Regions from separate parts of the Mus musculus genome. Here region 2 is linked to region 1. Evidence: chromatin contacts called from public Hi-C data. All regions are on one chromosome and are shown on one strand. Each heading gives the region's core, a stretch centred on a gene start, on an enhancer-like site or on the middle of the called end of the contact. The rest is flanking DNA. Distances are from core to core; before and after follow the strand shown. Region 1 overlaps Map3k5 (mitogen-activated protein kinase kinase kinase 5). Region 2 overlaps Map3k5 (mitogen-activated protein kinase kinase kinase 5).

Region 1 (2,772 bases), core at 28-2,527:
CTCACCCACTTGCCATCAAAATACAGCTTTGCCACTCCCCCTTTTCAGTTATCTTGTTTCCTAGAAACACAGGCATACAAATATTTCTTTCATGTCTTGCTCTTAATCCTTTTGTGTACCCAGCCAGAAGGAAGATTGCTGGATCCTGCTGGGAATCTATTTTTAATGTCCTAAGGAACTGCTCTGCTGTTTAAAAGCAGCTTATTTTTAAGAGATGACTTAATGACGTTGTTACAAATTTGGGTTTGTGCACATGAGATTTCTAGTGTCACTTCTAGAGAGATGCTGATCAGATGGCGACCAGAAGATAATAGAGAGGGCATGTGGGGTCAGTCGAAACACACGCACCATGTCCAGCCAGAGTATGTGGTAAACACAGACAGACTGCCACGGACAACAGTTGCATTTGGCACGAGCTGCATCACCATCGGCCATGAGCTTGCTCATCTCGGGAGAATCATTTCCTCTACCGTGGAACAAGTGGGAGAAAAGCAGATGCTCGCTCGGAAAGAGAAAAAGATGCATCTGAGACCTCCAGTCACAGCCGGAACAGGAGGGAAAAGAAACTAACAATATTTGGGAATTCAAATGCCCAAAATGTATTCAGTTATCCTGGCGTACATAGGCATAGACAATCATTTCCTTCAGAACTGTTAATTATCAAGTATTTCAATATAAAATGTCTAAAATATGAGCATGTGCCTCCCCTGTGTACTCCCTAAACTTACATTACATCAGAGATGTGACTTCTTACCCCTCACCTCAATCCCTCTCCTAACAGGTAATTATTCTCAATTCCCAAGCACACTTCTACCCATCCCTAATGCAAACATTTGATGCATAGTCATGCACATTATATTTTAGATAGCTGCTACGATGCCTTAAACATATACTATGATTTCACATATGACCATAAAATATACCGATGTACATCTGTAGCATTCTAGTTGACCCACCTTAAGAGCTCTATAGTAGTCCATTAAATAACTACCACAAGGTATTTAGTCATTCCCCTAGTAGGTATTTACTCTTTCCTTTGCAGAGAAGGAGAATTATAAACTACGTTACATAGAACTCCTTGATGGTATTTCCTTACTTGTGTGAGCCATGTTTTCTACGATACATATCCAGGGTCAAAACTGTCCCATCTCAGGATGTTATTAGTCATTGCCAAACTGCTCTTTTAGAAGTTGTGCCAATGTATCTCGCTGCCGCCGGGAGAATGTCCTGGTTACCCTCCTGGTTACCACAGCGCTGCCTGGATTACAAGTGGGTTTCTGGGTTTCAGTTTTGGTTTTGGTTTTGGTGCAGGGCTGCAGAGGCAGCTCTTGGTAACTGGTCCACACCCCAGGCATCTATGAGAGCCTTTAGCATCTAACCATCTTATGCTGCTCATCAGTGTTTGTTTATTTCTTCATTCTACTCTGTTGTACAAGCAGATCCAATGTGGGTAGGAGGTGTCCTCAGATGAAGGGAAGGAGAAAGACAAGAAGCACAGGGGCTACGGGTTTTATCTTAATAGAATTGCTGGTGATGAAAGAAATGGTTGTTGGGACCCAGAGAAACAATATCCCAGAGTAACATGCTATGTTGGGCACTCTGAACTAAAAGGTAGTCTCAGAACCAAGGTCTCTCTGACCTTAGTGTGTGTGTGTGTGTGTGTGTGTGTATGTATGTGTGTGCGCACGCGCACTTCTGTGTCTGTCTCTCTATGTCTCTGTTTCTGTCCCTGTGTCTGTCTGTCTGTCTCTCCCTCTCTGGAGTGCACTCCCACCTCCACCTCTCCCCACCCCACCCCCAATGTCCTTATCTATTTAAAAAGCCAGCTCCTCTAGAAGATCAATGAGCAGTAAGAAAGTCTAGAATTGAAACCACATGGCACATTCGGAGCCCAGGTGAATGTCTGTTCTTAGGCCTATTTATCACCCCTAAACGTATGTGTCATTCAATGCCCTGGATGCAGCTCAGTGACAGAGTACTTGGGCGCAACATCATGCCCTGGGGTGAATATCCTGCACAGAAAACCAAAACACTGATAACCATCCCAGGCAGAGGAGAGGCTTGGAGGTTAAAGGGCTTGCCATCTAAGTTTGAGGACCTCAGGTCAGATCCCCAGAAACCTACATGTGTGCCGGGTGAGCACAGCCCACCTGTGATTGCTGTTTCTAAGTAGCAAGACCAATGTTGCTAACAAGCTTTGGGTTTCACTGAGATATCCTACCTCAATGAAAAAATGTATACATCAACCCTGGGCTTCTATATGCACACTGAACCTATGTGCAAGCATCCATATACATGTTCACAATGTAAAGATATGCATATACACCCAAGCATCTCTCTCTCTCCCTCTCTCTCTGTCTCTATCTCTCTCTCTCTGTCTCTCTCTCTCTGTCTCTCTCTCTCTCTCACACACACACATACACACACACACATACATACATACATACACACACACACACACACACACACACACACACACACACACACACACACACACACACATGGAAAAAAACCCATCCACTCCTCCTCTAAAACTAAACATGCCCCTACTCCCTTCTCCCATGAAGAAAATATTTATGTTTTAACTCTGGGCCCTTCTTTGATTTTACATTCTGTGTGATCCTGGGTGCTTGCACATTATTAAATATGTATGCCTCTTCCTACAATCTGTTGTCTGCCTCCTTCTGTTTTGGGAGACTCAGTTATCATGCTGTTGGAGATGAGGAGGGACTTCTTTTTGAGGCGTGCATCTGCTCCACAGCCAGGGAGCCT
Region 2 (2,737 bases), core at 199-2,698, 54 kb before region 1:
GGAGGGGAGGGGATGGGGGGAGAACATTTTAAAGAGGAGAACGACTAAAAAAAGAAAAAAGAAAAAGTCTTTTAAACCTAGAGTTTATCATCTCACCACTTCTCACTATTTCCTGGGTCTTATTTCTTTATTCACTTACTTACAACAGACTAATTTACATTGAACTCATTTAGACGAGTGGCTCTCCCTTCATGTGGCTCTCCCCACCCGTGGCTTTCTAGCTCAGCAGATCAGCAGCATGTCCTCTCGTTCCTCTACCACATTTACTGCGCCTCACACAGCACCAGGGAAAGGCAAGCTGCCAGCTTACTCCAAGACTGGGGTTTCCCGATGCTGCACATTGTCTATACTAGGAAACAGAGCGCAGGGTTTCACGAGGAAGTCAGAGCAAAGCATGTTCATTCCTACAACACGAACCATGCATCCTGTTAAACGGTGTGTGTGTGTGCATTCGTGCGTGTGAGTGTGTGTGCGTGCGTGTGTGTGTGAGGGGGGGAGTGGAGGGGAAGCTTAGCCAGTAAAGTGTTTGCTATGCAAGCATGAAGACTGAGTTTAGTCCCAGTAACCACTGAAAGAGTCATGCTTGGTGGTTTGAGCTCATATAATCCCAGTGTTACAGAGCTGGAGACAAGTGAATCCCTGGAATTTGTTGGCAGACCATGCTACCCTAATCCCAGTGAAAGACCTTGTTTCAAAACACAAGTGGATAGCTCTTGAGAAATGATATTGAGGATGACCTACAGCCACAAATACACACACACACACACACACACATACACACACACACACACACACACACACGCACACATGCACGAGCAAACACGCACATGTACACACACATGCACACGCACATGTTCACACACACACAGGACCTATGGACAACCTATGGACCCCCCACAGATGTGTATGCATAATATGTGTGTGTGTCTGTGTGTGTGTATAAAGAGAGAGACATATGTATGTATGTATATATAGGTATGCCTATAACTATGTCTGTGTGTTCATGTGTACACACAAACACACACACATATATGACCTATATTCCTTCTCCCACATGGATATATATACACAATTTGTATGTGTGTATATATAGAGAGACATATATGTGTATGCATATATACACATACATATTTGTCTATGTCTATTCTGTGTATCCACGCATACACACACACACATACACATGGATGTGTGTACACAATGTGTAAGTATATATATATGTGTGTGTATATAAGTATATTATGTATATATAGAGAGACACACACACAGAGACATATATCTTTTGCATATATATGTATGTCTATGCCTATGCCTGTGTGTTTATGTGCACACACACAAACACATACATCTGCTAGAAACCAGTCACACTGATTGAAGACCAACCTGCAAGTCACCATTTTCTAGAGTCAAGCACAGGAAGTGATTGCTACACAGGTGTATATGTGACCACAGGGCAACTTTGAGCCCCCCTGGCTTAGAGTGGTTAAGACAGAATTGCAAAACAAGTGAGCCGATAGCTTGGTCATAGCAATGCTGATAATTCTTAAGACAAAGTAACAAAAGTACAGCATCCAAGGAGGACATCAATCTCACGAGCTGCCTTGACCTAACCAAAGCATGATCTCTTTACTGCTTTCGAAGTGTGCCTCAGGACACTCAATGAGGAGCAACTCCAATCCTGGCCCCAAGACGTATCCCATTTCTCTGGGTTGGAGGATCCTTGTAGATAAGTCAACAAAACTAGGCATGGTGGATGTGCCTGTAATCCCAGCACTTAGGCTGAAGCAGGAGTTCAAGACCAGCCTGGGCTACTTAACCAGACCCTGTCTCAAAATACATAGCAATAATAAAGCACTAAAAAATAATAAGTAAGCCAAAAAAATCAATCTGTAGAAAAGAATTATGTGCAGCGAGTGACAGTTGTACATGCTAGGACCTAGGGTCTGAAAGTCCCCCACATCTTGACTGTCAAATCACACTGCCAAATTCGTCTTAAAAACAGGAAGCAACAGATAACTGAACTCAGATGCACACGAAAGTACTCACTGGGAACCTGACAACAGTAACATCTGTTTTTGTGGCCTCGACCAGGAAATCCATCCAGAAGTCCACGAGTTCCTGCTTAGCCGAGGGCTGCTCTGTGGTCAGTTTCACAAAGTGTTTATATATCAGAATGGTCTCCACGATAGACTTGAGGTACCTGAGAATTCAAGCACAGAAGACAGCACGGATTTAGGGTCACCTGCTCCCCTCAGCCCCGTGTTTATCCCACACGTGTGTTTTCATTCTCTAAGTACACTTGCACTTATCACTGGGCCTCCGTATTTACTAAACATACTTTACTTTATGCTGCAAAACGGGGACTTTCACAAAAATTCAACCAAGTAGGCTTTAGAAACATGAGCAAACTCAGGTTTAGAAAGCTTAAGTAACGTGGACCTGAGGCCCAACATCTCTCTAAAGCGTGTTTATTTGACATGTTAGGGGATCAAAGCCAGGCCTTGTGCATGCTAGGTAAATACCTCAACACTGAGCTACATCCCCAACAACTCTTACAAAGTGTGTGTGTGCCCACGTAAGACTACTCGGAACACACAAGTTTTAAATGCCTACATTCAATTGAAAGACAAGGTGAACACACTTATTTTTAAATATGCCTCTTCAAGGAGACTCTCTGAAATACATCTTCAGGAGAGATTATTTTCCTCTGAACCACTGAGCTTATTAAGTATTAAACAAA

The links. A called contact is a pair of places that touch in the nucleus more often than the background predicts.
Region 2: a contact with region 1 is called in a Hi-C map of B cells, with 1.5 times the contacts expected there. The contact joins two enhancer-like sites. A contact is called at or near these places in 1 of 15 datasets of contacts at CTCF or cohesin (large pre-B cells), 11 of 484 Hi-C or Micro-C datasets (the AML12 cell line, B cells, conventional dendritic cells and 6 more) and 5 of 115 datasets of contacts at active chromatin or transcription factors (the 230-238 cell line, the HPC-7 cell line, bone marrow-derived macrophages and 2 more).

The regions. Positions count from the first base shown.
Region 1 is chr10:20,004,161-20,006,932 of GRCm38.p6, reverse strand. All of the region lies in intron 2 of Map3k5 (mitogen-activated protein kinase kinase kinase 5), which reads right to left. Among named protein-coding and RNA genes, the nearest start is that of Map3k5, 71 kb to the right of the region's middle. Within about 2 kb of position 1,277, at least 85 of the 459 cell types and tissues checked have an H3K27ac peak or open chromatin away from gene starts, as enhancers often do. A contact at or near this core is called in B cells, bone marrow-derived macrophages and granulocyte-monocyte progenitors, where this site is marked.
Region 2 is chr10:20,058,397-20,061,133 of GRCm38.p6, reverse strand. It overlaps Map3k5 (mitogen-activated protein kinase kinase kinase 5), which reads right to left. Exons shown (of 30, transcript NM_008580.4): 10 at 2,044-2,197. Among named protein-coding and RNA genes, the nearest start is that of Map7, 110 kb to the left of the region's middle. Within about 2 kb of position 1,448, at least 89 of the 459 cell types and tissues checked have an H3K27ac peak or open chromatin away from gene starts, as enhancers often do. A contact at or near this core is called in B cells, bone marrow-derived macrophages and granulocyte-monocyte progenitors, where this site is marked.